2 separate regions of the Hordeum vulgare genome follow, and region 1 is linked to region 2. The links are chromatin contacts, called in public Hi-C maps. All regions are on one chromosome and are shown on one strand. The core of a region is the stretch at or near the end of the contact, and the rest is flanking DNA. Distances in the headings are between cores, read along the strand shown.

Region 1 (6,105 bases), core at 2,059-4,558, 250 kb before region 2:
AAGAGTGAGGTGAATTCGTATCGATCGACTTACCTACCTCGACTTGTATTGGGCTGAATTCTGCCTCCTGCCTTCCTGAGCAACCAACGTGCTCCTTACGTATGAAGTGTTCGGAGACTCTGCTAATGGGTTGGTGACGAACCCACCCTGAACTCCAAACTTCTGCCTCTCCCACTTATGAGAAGCTCTGACCTCCTCAGAGTGGTTTGCTAGGTCGGACACGGGGTACCTTGAAATGTATCTACCACCATCATTTTTTCTCCAGAATTTTGGGCTCGGGATGCAGCAGTTCATGTCAGGTTCGCTGCTCGGCATCCGTCCTGAGGAGGCGGCCAGATCACGCGAGATCTCGTCCAGTGCCATTTCCAGACCGTTCACCCTTGTCTCCAACGAACGTATCCCATTCTGGGAGCTCCCCATAAATTTCTGATGAACAAATACAATGAAAGTGTCAGATGTGTTCTCAGTCTCTGATGATCAACAAGAGACAAATGAATGCTGGACAAGTTTTCAACAAGCAGGGAGCGATGGAAGTATTTCAGAACACATTGCTGAGTTATTTCTTAGATGTACCATTATTGGCAGCAAAAGATGTAATACCTGAAAGCATGCTACCTCTATACTATGTGAACTGTGACTATAATATTGGTTAGAGACTGCAAATGCAGGAACATGGTAAAACTTTGGTGGGTTATATGGGAAATAACATAAGACCATAAGCTTCAAGAGCTTTGCTGATTAAGACATTGTCATATAGCAACTAAATGACATGTACCTGTCTGTCCAGGTTGTCCCCATACCATTCCACTGCTCATTTTTGATGTATCATTGGGTTAGTGCCATCAAGACACATTGAATGGACGTATGGCTCGTACCAGTAATCATTGGTCAATGCTACGCACTGAGACCATATGTTGGAAACCGGGGAATGCATGAGCTCACCCAAGTGTTTATTCTGTTCAGAAGTATACAATCAACTCTTCTTTTTTTACTACTATAATGATTTTCTCATTTGCACATGTACAGTTACCATCAAATGTGTCTTGAGTTTGATGTGAACTTCAAAATTCAAACCCCCGTCCCATCCTCCATTAACTGTGTTGCCCTTGCACAACTACCAAAGAAATTTGGTGGGCTAGGATAGTACATGTAACTACATTTGCATTTATTTATTTTCATTTTCTTTATTAAGTTATTTTAAGCCTGATTCTCGAGTTTAAATGGATGTATGTCAGACACTGGAGATGTATCCGCCTAGCCCAGTAGTGAAGCACTTGCACAAACCCAAATAATTAAGAGTCTCATCAGGTTCTAAAGAGATGGCATAGAACAAGATAAATTTACCTGGAGAAGGTCGAGCAGGTTTGTCTGCTGATTCTCTATCTGAACTAGCTGCATCCTGATCTTGGACAGGTCTTCATCTTTGTGAACTAACTGAAGCTCATCAGAGTTGTCTGACTGAAACTCCTCAGGCCCATCATCCTCAACCTCGGTGCTCTCTTCCGAGTCACCGTCCCCGTTGTATGGAACAACTCTAGACCCTGACTTGCGCCCGGCCACCTTATTGTACCCTTTCTCACCACTCTTCTGGAACAGCATCTTCCGCGCTTCAAGCCTTGCTCTAACATTGCCCTCTTTCAGAAGCTTCTCCCCGGTCACCGTTTTGGTCGGGGTGGCGTCTGCCGCGACGGTAACATCGCCGCCGCGTGAAGGCGGCGAACTCTTCTTGCTTCTGATGGAAGGGCTGGTCCTTCGGTTACTGACTGACGGCGGTGACCTGCTTGCCGGCAGCATGTTCCTCTTCGTAACTGACTGGACGGAATTGGAGCCAAGGGAATCAGCCGGGTATCGACCATCGCTTGCACTATCTGTTTGATTACAAAACAAAAACAGTGTCAGAACTCAGAGCTCATATCATATGCCAGGAATTCCTATATATATATTTAAATGGAACATTTTTGAATTTCCGTTTGTCATATAGTACCAGGAAAGAACAGTTCTGCTGCCTAGTGTCTCACGAGAACCCACTCCACTTGTGCCTTTTATTACCAGACAAGTTCATGTTTATATACTAGTCCAAAGTCCAAACAATAGAGAACAATTTACTCGAAATTTCCAAAAGAAGACTGGTGACATCACCTGTGAGAGAGGAAGATCTGGTCTGGGCCGGCGAGGCGCCGGAGGAGCACACGTCCTCCTCCAAGTCCGGGATCTCCCTCCACGCCTCGATCATCCGGTTCATGGACTCCCGCACAATCTTCACCTGCATTGCCAAGGAAAGCCTAGAAATGTCAGCGAGGAAGCAGTAGATCCACGAGGATGCCGTAGCAGAAGATCTGAACGAGGGACGGACCTTATCGAATCTCTTGGCCTCGAAGACGGCAATGCAGGAGGGTTTGTGGGCGGAGAGGTCGTCGCCGTGCTCCAGGGCGAGCAGCGCGAGCGCCTCGGCGGCGGCCTTCCTGGCGGCCCAGTCGTCCCCGGCGAGCGCGTCGCGGAGGCAGGGCACCGCGGTGGCGGCGCCCTCGCCGTCGGTGGCCGCCGAGGCGGCGCCGATGAGGGAGATGAGCGCAGGCTTGGCCTTGAAGGCGGCGCTGCGGAGTAGCTTGAGGAGGCGCGGGAGGAGCGCGAGGAGGTAGTCGGCGAGGTCGGAGGTCGGGGCGGAGGCCTCGACGGCGGCCGCCGCCGCGAGCGCGGCGGCGAGCTGCGCGCACTGGTCCTGCTCGTGGAGCACGGCGTCGGCGAGCGGGCCGAGGGCCGCGGGGGCTGAGGGGGGCGCGGCGGCCCCGGCGATGGCGCGCGCGGCGTCGACGAGCGCGGCGCGCACGGAGGAGTCCGGGTCGCGCACCCGGCGCAGCGCGGCGGCGACGAGCCTGGGCACGAGCGGCGCCACGGCGTCGCGCGGGTGGGCGGCGACGAGCAGCGCGAGCAGGCGCAGTGAGTGGCGCCGCAGCGGCGCCTTGTCCGTGGCCCGCGTGTCGGAGACGGCGGCGAGGAAGAGTGGGAGCTCGTCGGCGTCGAGGCCGCGGGCGATCGCGTCCAGCTCGTTGGCGGCCATGGCCTCCGTGTCCCGGTCGGAGAGGCGGTGCAGGCAGCGGTTCACCCGCTGCTTCATTGGCTCGCCCCCGGCCCTCGGCGCTGGCCCCATGGCGCTCGGCCTCGCCTACCTAATCAATGTAGCCGAGCTTCCGTCCGCGCCTCGCAGGGAGGAGGGAGGAGGGGCGCCGGCGGGTGGGAGGGAGCCGAGCCGGCGGCGACTCGGCGGAGACGGGGGACGGAGGGTGGTGGCGGCTCGGGGTTGGGTTGGGAGGGGAGGGATGGCGTCGCGGGTACTAAATAGGTGGGAGGTGGCGGGTGAGAAAAAGAAAAAAGGGAGAGGGTGGAGAGATCTTGGTGTGGACTGCGCATTCATTCATGTCCTCTTTTCGTGCCTTTTTTTCTGACTTATTTTCTTTTCGATTTGAAAAAATGGTGACGGTTTTTTGTATCTTTGTACTACGTCTTGGGGTGCTTGGTGGTGTTTTCTCGGCTCTAGATGGATTTGGGGTTTGGTGTGGTGTTGCTCAGCGTGGGTTACAAATTGCTGTTCTTAAAAAAAACTCAGGTATAAATAAAGCCAACAATGGTTAGCCTTCAAGTTGATCTCATTATTGTTTTTAAAAAACTCACGTATAGCGAAAGCCTTGGTTTGATAGGGTCGAAGGATACCGACGACGATGCTTTTTGAAGGCGTCATCGAAGAGTCCTCGCATTTCTTCAGGTTGTCGATACATTGACGGTAGAGTTCGAGTTGTTGACGTCGGCAAGAGTTGGGTTGTTGCACGGTTGTCCTCTGTTCAATCGTGTGTTGTAAGGTTTTTCGGTCTAATTTTCTTTATAAATTAGGTAACATTTTTTTAATTTTTTTCTCTTAGTGCAAACCGGCAGTGCTTTGCCTTGCACTAAAAAAACACTCACGTATACTCTTTTCGTAAAGAAATATTAAAATGTCTATATCACTTAAAGTACTTTTGCTATCTCAAACGATTAATTATAGAGTATATCGCCTCTGTTGTAGAGTACTTTAAGGACATATCCCCACTCTCCCCTGTGAAAAAAAAGTCTTCCAATCGTTCTACCTTTGAGTTGTTGTTTTTCATATCATTCTGTATGTGCGTAAATGCTCCATCATCTCCCTTGAGTGAGCTAGACTATGTGGTTTTATTGTGAAACACTTGTGTTTGAAAGAAATATGTTTGAACTATTATATTTTGGTCTATTTCCTTAGAAGTATTGTTTGACTCATTTGCTTCCCTCTATCTTGCTAACCCCATCACCTCCCTTCAGCGAGTTAGACTGTGGTCATTTATTGTTGTTGCAAAGACATACTCCCTCCGTTCCTAAATATAAGTCTTTTAAGCGATTTCACTAAGGGTCTACATACGGAACAAAACGATTGAATCTATACTCTAAAGTATGTCTATATACATCCGTATGTAGTCCACTAGTGAAATCTCTACAAAGACTTATATTTAGGAACGGAGGGAGTAATGCTTTTATATACAGTTTAGATTGCGTATCAATTTATTGTTGTTGCTACGGCATGAAGCTCGTCGCCGATGTCGTCCAATGCCCCAGAGGAAGGTAGGATATATACTGGGATGCAAAGGTGGCTTGCAACAATGTTGTATCCTTTTCTTTCTACCATTTAAGCTTCTTTTTTATCGCCTTCTTTTCCCTTAAATCTTTGGGTTTTTGCTTCTTGGTGACATAATTTAAAGAATCCAACCGTCCAATAACAAATGGAAAAAATTGAAGCACTATAAATTCGAAGGAACGGCCTGTGTTCTTTACAGCACCCAACCTAAGTAGAGAAAGTTGCACGTCATGTATTGGATATTCCTGATATATATACCAGCCTGATGGCCTGTACTATTACGGGCAAGCAACTACTCCAAGGGAGTGCTACCGATAGTTTACGTGCACTTGCACTACAACAATGCTACACATAAATAAATTTACATAGATTTTACAAAGAGATGGATTTTGATTGAAGATTAAGGGAAATGAGGGCCTCACCCCTCTTAAAAATCAGGGGAAAGCGGTTAGTTAGAAAGAAAGAATCCTAATCAGCGTGTAATCTTATGTAACTCTTTGTATGTTTAGCATTTTTGCTTGCATTATCAGCCAGCCAATGCATTTTCTTTAACACAAATACACATATAAGTGTGTATGTAAACGCGAATACACTATTTTTTATAAATGTATACATGCACATCTTATTTATGTGAATATCTTTTAAAAACTGAGTCAGCATATTATATTAAGACTTACGATGTCATTATAAACATCTCATCATTGACAAAAACGTTTCCTCCCAATAAATACGTATTGTTAGAAATCTTAAAGTAAATTTAAAAATAATGCCTGCATTATGATTTAATCTTGATGAACGAGGATACGATTGTTCCTCTAAGTTTGGTTCGGCAGCCGATGCAGTTTGCAGAGTGGTACCGATACCGGTGCGTGAAAACTTTCCTGGTATGTAAGAAATTAAGTACCGTTTAAGAAAAAAATGACCTTGCTAGTACGGCTGTGTCGTCGCTGATCGCGATTCCTCGGCAGTGCAGTCGGCACCCTGATATTCATTCACCCGACCACCTGTCAAACAGTCTGTTACTAGCATTAGCTAATCTGTTAACAGCTTGGGAACGGCGGCAGAAGATTACTTACACTAGTGCAGCTAGTAAAATATTTCACCGCCCATGGCGCGGTAATCCTCTATATAATCTAGACCCCCATCTGCATGACGCGGCTGACGTCGCCACGGGCGCATCGAGATCCAGGAGCATGTGACGATCAATTCCAACCTTTATCCACAAACCACGGCATAGTACGAGCAGAGTAGTAAACCAATCTTGTCCATGAGCCGCTGCCACCTTCTGATCGGCCCAATCTGTGATCTGTCAACCGGCGGTATAAACTTATCTTCACACCAGAACAAATGGAAAACGCGCGCATCGGCCAATGGGAGAGCGGCAGCTCCTCTAAACCTCACAGTCCCCTAGTGTCAATTCATCAGGCAGACAGACAGTGAGGTGAACCCCGTGCATGGCGATGGCGGCA
Region 2 (5,880 bases), core at 1,856-4,355:
AAAAATGGCTATCCCTAACCAGGTGGTTGGGGATGCCCTGAACCACCCTAGCATGTCCCTGCAACCAAACGCATCCTTAATTAAGCTCGTCACAGCAACTTACGTGTGAAATGACCCGCTCGTCAAGGAAGACGGACGTCGAGTGCAAGAGCTACGCCAAATACGTTGAACCCACTACCTTACTCGTGTTGCTACAAGAGCAATAATCATATATTTTTCTTTTTTAAAGGAGGATTACTCCAACCTCTGCATTAACATGATAGGCACAACCATATATATTGATTCATTCATTCAATACAAGGATCATTCAAAGCCACCTACTATGCGAATAAAGTCCCTACACCTGAAAGTATACATATATGTTTTGTCCGCATAATAGACACAACCTAAAATAGTGGCCTTAAGACCGTCCGGTCTAAGTTCCCATAACATGCATCGCGTGCATACATAACAGGATCCGCCGCTCTCGTCCTCCTCCATCCCATCTTCAGGACGAATCACTGCAAAGATCCTGCAAGTCCCATCTGCCATCGATATCACCACCAGACCAGAGCGCAACCCGCGTGCGCACGTCGATCAACCGCATCCAACATTGAAACTCCACTACTCCACACCGCTGATATCCACTGTCTTCAATGCGGTTGATGTAAGATGTAACACTATTCCACGTGTTGGCCTCTTTAGTGATGTACTGCTCCAAGACGATGCCCCCAGGAGGGAAAAATGATGCCAAAGTCTCCGTCATCATCCGATCCGGGAAACCTAGATCTAGGGTTTCCACCGAAACAACTGCCACCTGAAGAAAGAGGGGCACGCCATCTGCAACTGCCGACGTACCCAAGCGATGACGCCTTCAAGAAGGACACGTCGCCAAGAGCATCGTCGCCGCCCTAGGGTTTTCACCCGAGAGACCATGAGGTGGGAAAGGGTGGGGTGGATCCGAAATACGTCTCCAGGAAGGAAAACGGCACCCTCGGGTGTAGTTTACGTCGCGACCGACAAAAGCCGGCCTGGAAATTATCCCAATCTCGATCCCCACCTCCCACTCCGTCACAACCCGGTAACCAACCAGTCGGTGCATCTCCGACCATCCGGTCCGATCCCCGACAACCCACCCACCCGGCCACGCCACCAGACACGGAGGCCATCTCACGGGCCGCCACCCCAGATGGGAAGGGTTGCGCCAGCCCTGACGCCTAGGCCACCGCTAGAAGGCCGCCTGGCCCCCACGTCGTCACTGTGCATCAGGGCGTCATTGTTCAGATCGGCGTCGTCACGATCCAGGTCGGGATCACACCCTCAAGATGGGGCGTCCTGCACCACCCAAAGACCCAAGAGGGAGGCAACACCTCCGTTGTCGTCATCAGATGGACGGGCTTTGACCGACGCCGACCATCGACGATAGCGGAGATATGGAGGGGAAGGCGGGGACGACATGTAGCTAGGGTTGGGGCCCGTTGGTTGCTCGCGTGGGGGTGTGGGAGGGGAGGGGAGGGAGAGAAGGGGCGCCCGTGATTTGTGGGAGGGACTAGCGAGGAGAGACATTGACACGATGGCAGATTTTTACAATAACCACATATGGTAATTGGAAACACCATAGCCAGTTCAAAACTGATCCGTATATTTAATGTAATAATTCGTGATTACATGTATCTATTTTTTTTCTCCTTTTTTTATTTTTTCCTCTTTCGACTGCCTATAGATATTGGGTCGCTGTAACGCTCACACGTCTGGTGAGAGCAACATCTGCCCACACGCCTATAACACATAGATTGTACTTTGTCATGCTTGCATGCATGTGGGGATCTTTTTTTATTTCCAGTTTTTAAAATGTTTTATCTCTTAAATAAAAAAAATCTGATTGAAGATCCGTTTTCATCATTAAATCAATCGCGACGAGATCTTCGAAACTAGATCTCATATCATTATGTTTCGACGACTTTTTTTGGTTTAAAACTTGCCATGCCTATTGAACATAAATTGTCATGGTGTTTATATTGAAGTTGCCATGATATATTTTAGGTATTTTTTCTTTTACTTTTAAAAGTAAATTTTGATGGATTAGTAAAGAATTGTCATGATCCATGCATTAAATTTGCCAGGGTTAATTATTAAAAATTGTCATGGTTAATTTATAAAAATTGTCATGAAGAGTAATTGAAAATATGGACCAATAGCTTTAATCTAGAAAAAATACATAAAACATGTCATGACAACTTTAATGTAAACACTATGACAACTACAGTGTAACATCATGGCAACTGTTGCCAAAAACAATTCATCAAACCATATCAACAAGGAATCAAGTTTTGAAGATGTGTTGTCGAGACGGATTTAATGGTGAAAACGAATTTTTAGTTAGAAAAGAAAATATTTTTAAGTCAAAATCAAAAAATATTCCCGTTGATGTCAACTGTTTTGACCTAGCAAAATAAGTGATAATGAAGGCATGTGGACAAATTACAAACGCCCACACTTATGAAAGTTAGGTTTTTCCTAAATATTTTATTGCCATTCAGTTATGGTGTCAAATTTCTTCCTTCATGTGTCTCGATTCTATGAGGATTACCACCTCATGGCTCCACCATCTCACTAATTTTCAAATTAAGTTTGGAGGCTCTTTTTTCTAAAGGAACCATGACGAATCCGTTTAAAAATATATATTTTCATTTAGTTCCTTCGCCAAGGAAATAGACACGAGTTGATCTTTTTGTGTTCTTGTAATATATGCACTGGTTTCATTATTTTGGACATCGAAAACACTTTTCAAGCTAACAAGAACGGTGTGTGCGTCAGACATCTAGGTTATTATTGTGTGAAACCGCACGTAATGATTTTTGTTAGATGAACTGCACGCCAGTCTTTGAAGAGGTCGAACGTATTGCAATTCCACTTGCAGAGGTTGTCACATCATTGAATGCAGCCTGGCAAACCAAACATAATCTTTTGGCAACTCTTCTTTTGACAGTGAAAGAACTGGGTGGGAAAGGGGCAAAGAATCCGCACACAAAATATATTCGATTTTTTTATTGAGAATAGACAGGAAATGAATAGGTGGGGTAGGGCTTATGAGATAATGAAATATGGAAGATAGGTGCAAAATACGTTTCGGCGAGAACGATCTCGCACCTCAACACCTGCTACGTGAAGCTAGCTACTACGGTCCAACATAATGCATTCCGAATCACGCTGTTTTCATTTTCTATCAAGCATGCTGTCTCGAAATCAGATTGATTATTCCAGCTGCTTCTTTGCCGACGGTTTAGCTAGCATCTCCCTCGACGCCTAAACGGAGCCATATGCAATGAAAGCTATCCCATGTTCATAGCCAGATGGAGCTATCGCTAGCTTAGAGAAAAAAGGTTTTACGAGTTGAAGCAGGCTGCGGCCGAGCATACCGCGCGTAGCCGATATGTAAAACAGCATATTCTGCGAATATGTTATTTACGGGTCGGTTACGCGGGCCTGCTCGATAGCAGCCCGTGTCGGCCCGCAAACCAAAAATCCCAGATTAGCCAATTTGGCAGCGATTCCGATGATTGAGTTTAGATTTAAAGAATACAACATAGTTAGCCTACAAATAAAAGCATAGTTTTCTACGACAAATGCAAAAGGACTGCATGCAAAAGCAACAGCCACGGCCATCATCATCTTGGTCGCTTTTCACCTGTCTTCATGATCTTCACTCCGCATCATCGCCATCAATGCCATCTCCGCCTTCGAGTCCACACCGGCAGTTGTTCCAACTCCGACACCGAAAGCATAGCCGGGCGTAATGAAAGCATCAACGATACTTGTTCCAACTCCTGATGGAAAAAACATCACCGGCACCGAAACACCCACCGGCCGCCGCTTGCATCCTCCTCTTCAAGATGTCTCTCCTTGTCATATCATGCCATTCTTTGGTGATGTCGTTCATGTCATCGCGGCTCAATGTCATGATCTTGTTCTCCTCAGCAAGAAGCTTGGCCATGGCTTTGGTTTCATCGGCAAAGACTCTTCTCTCCTCAATGGTCGCCTTGCGCAACACCTCGTCCTTGAGCAATTGCCACTTCTCTTGCTTCTCTCGTGCCTTCTTCTTTACCAACTCTTTCTTTGCCTCCAATGTCTTCTCCACCGTGACCATCCACGCGCACCACCCATTTCATTGTTGCTAGAGCACATTTCTTCATATGTGGTTTTGGTAACTGATGACAATCCCTATGGACTAATGGTTGCCTTAAGTTATATTCGAACGATTTTTCCATAGGCACTTCTTGAATTTTATCTGTTGGTTTCAAGGAGTTTATATGATGACCAAGTTGGTATTTAAGGTTTTATCCAAAGCTTGATCATAAAGACACAAGGTTGATCAAGACTAAGTCAAAGAGTAAATCAAATTGATCAACACACAAAGCGTAGAAGATGTACCGAGAGGGATCAAGTGATCCCATGGTATGGTAAGCATTGTCCATTACGCTTTTGTGTACTAAACCATGGTCTTCGTGAGAGTTCTACATAGGGTTAGGTGTGTTTTCATAGGCTTGCGTCAAGAGGAAGATCTCATACAACCCATGGAGGATGAAGTCAAGTGGTGATCGTCATCAAGATTGCGGTGTGCAAGTTCAAGTGGAGCATCACGAAGATATCATGCTTGGAGCTTGCCGTCCATTGTGATGGCAATGGACTTGTGAAGATGTGCTAAAGAGTGACTCACCAATAGTGGAGTATGGGGAGCAATTTACCAGTCTTCATCAAGCCAACGCAATCAAGAAAGGTGGTCTATCTTGAGAAAGTCAAGAACGTCATTATCTACCTCAAGTGGACTATGTGCAAGGTATAGGTTTGCCCTTGATAGGTTTTCTATTTTAGGATAGATTGTCGTATGGTCAAGGGGGGCTCTCAAGGGAGCAGCTTGATCGCATCATTCCTTGATAGCTCAAACCATTCTCATCCTTGCATGATATTTATTGATTCTTGTTTGATGGTTCTCTTTGTGAATTTTAGAGCTTATGGTCATCTCTATGACAAGCTCGAGTTCATCGAAAACGGAGTTTATGTGAATCTTCTATGATGTTTTCGATGTTGGAGTTTTTGCCGGTTCTTCATTCATAGAGGTCTCACATCTCTATATCACTGGCATTTTTATTACTGCATGTTCTTAAAATTTCCACTAGTGAAACCTATTGCCCCGGGGTCTATTTTACATCATCTATTTGCAAGATCTATTTTGCTATTCGCGTTTTCATTTTATTTGCTCTTTTATTTCCAGATCTATATTATCAAAACCCAAAAATACCTTGCTACGTTTCATTTACCATCACTTTATTTGCATCTATCAATATATCATTTTACCCTTTTATTTAACCCACGAGGGATTGACAACCCTTACACGCGTTGGGTTGCGAGGATTTGTTATTTGTGTGTAGGTACCGCTTACATAGTCTTATGGAACTTCCTACTCGATTGATACCTTGGTTTCATAACTGAGGAAAATACTTGCCGTTGTTGTGCTACATTACCCTTTAAGCTTGGAGGGAAGCCAACACAATCAGCGAAGAGTCACCATCAATCTTCTTCGATGCTGACAATGGACGAGCGCGTTCTCGACTGCAGAGCAGCAACAAACTTGAAGGTTTAGTTTGAGGCACGACCGATGGACGCCTTGAATTGGGGGAGGAGGAGTGCCTTCGACCGAATCAATACTACAAACAAACTGGACCTTAAGGGATGGCCCGGCCGCATCAGGGGCAGCCACACATGCTGCAGAAAGAGGATCGGCGACCTGAACGTGCACATCCGGCGAGATCTCGGCCAGCTACAGAAATAAAGATACCACCAGCCCCGACCTCGCGAACAGAGGCAGGGGAAACCACAGGGAACCACGGCGAGGATGGGAGG

Evidence for each region. Hi-C and Micro-C count contacts between places; a contact is called where the count stands out from the background.
Region 1: a contact with region 2 is called in a Hi-C map of leaf, with 2.2 times the contacts expected there. The contact joins the promoter of LOC123407730 here to the enhancer-like site in region 2. A contact is called at or near these places in 3 of 6 Hi-C or Micro-C datasets (leaf and seedling).

The regions. Positions count from the first base shown.
Region 1 is chr7H:104,183,777-104,189,881 of MorexV3_pseudomolecules_assembly, reverse strand. LOC123407730 (TORTIFOLIA1-like protein 5) reads right to left here and starts at 3,308. Exons shown (of 5, transcript XM_045100929.1): 1 at 2,354-3,308; 2 at 2,140-2,263; 3 at 1,345-1,868; 4 at 38-426. The coding sequence starts at 3,148.
Region 2 is chr7H:103,931,741-103,937,620 of MorexV3_pseudomolecules_assembly, reverse strand. No RefSeq gene overlaps it. Among protein-coding and RNA genes, the nearest start is that of LOC123407730, 250 kb to the left of the region's middle. Within about 2 kb of position 3,105, at least 1 of the 3 cell types and tissues checked has open chromatin away from gene starts, as enhancers often do. A contact at or near this core is called in leaf, where this site is marked.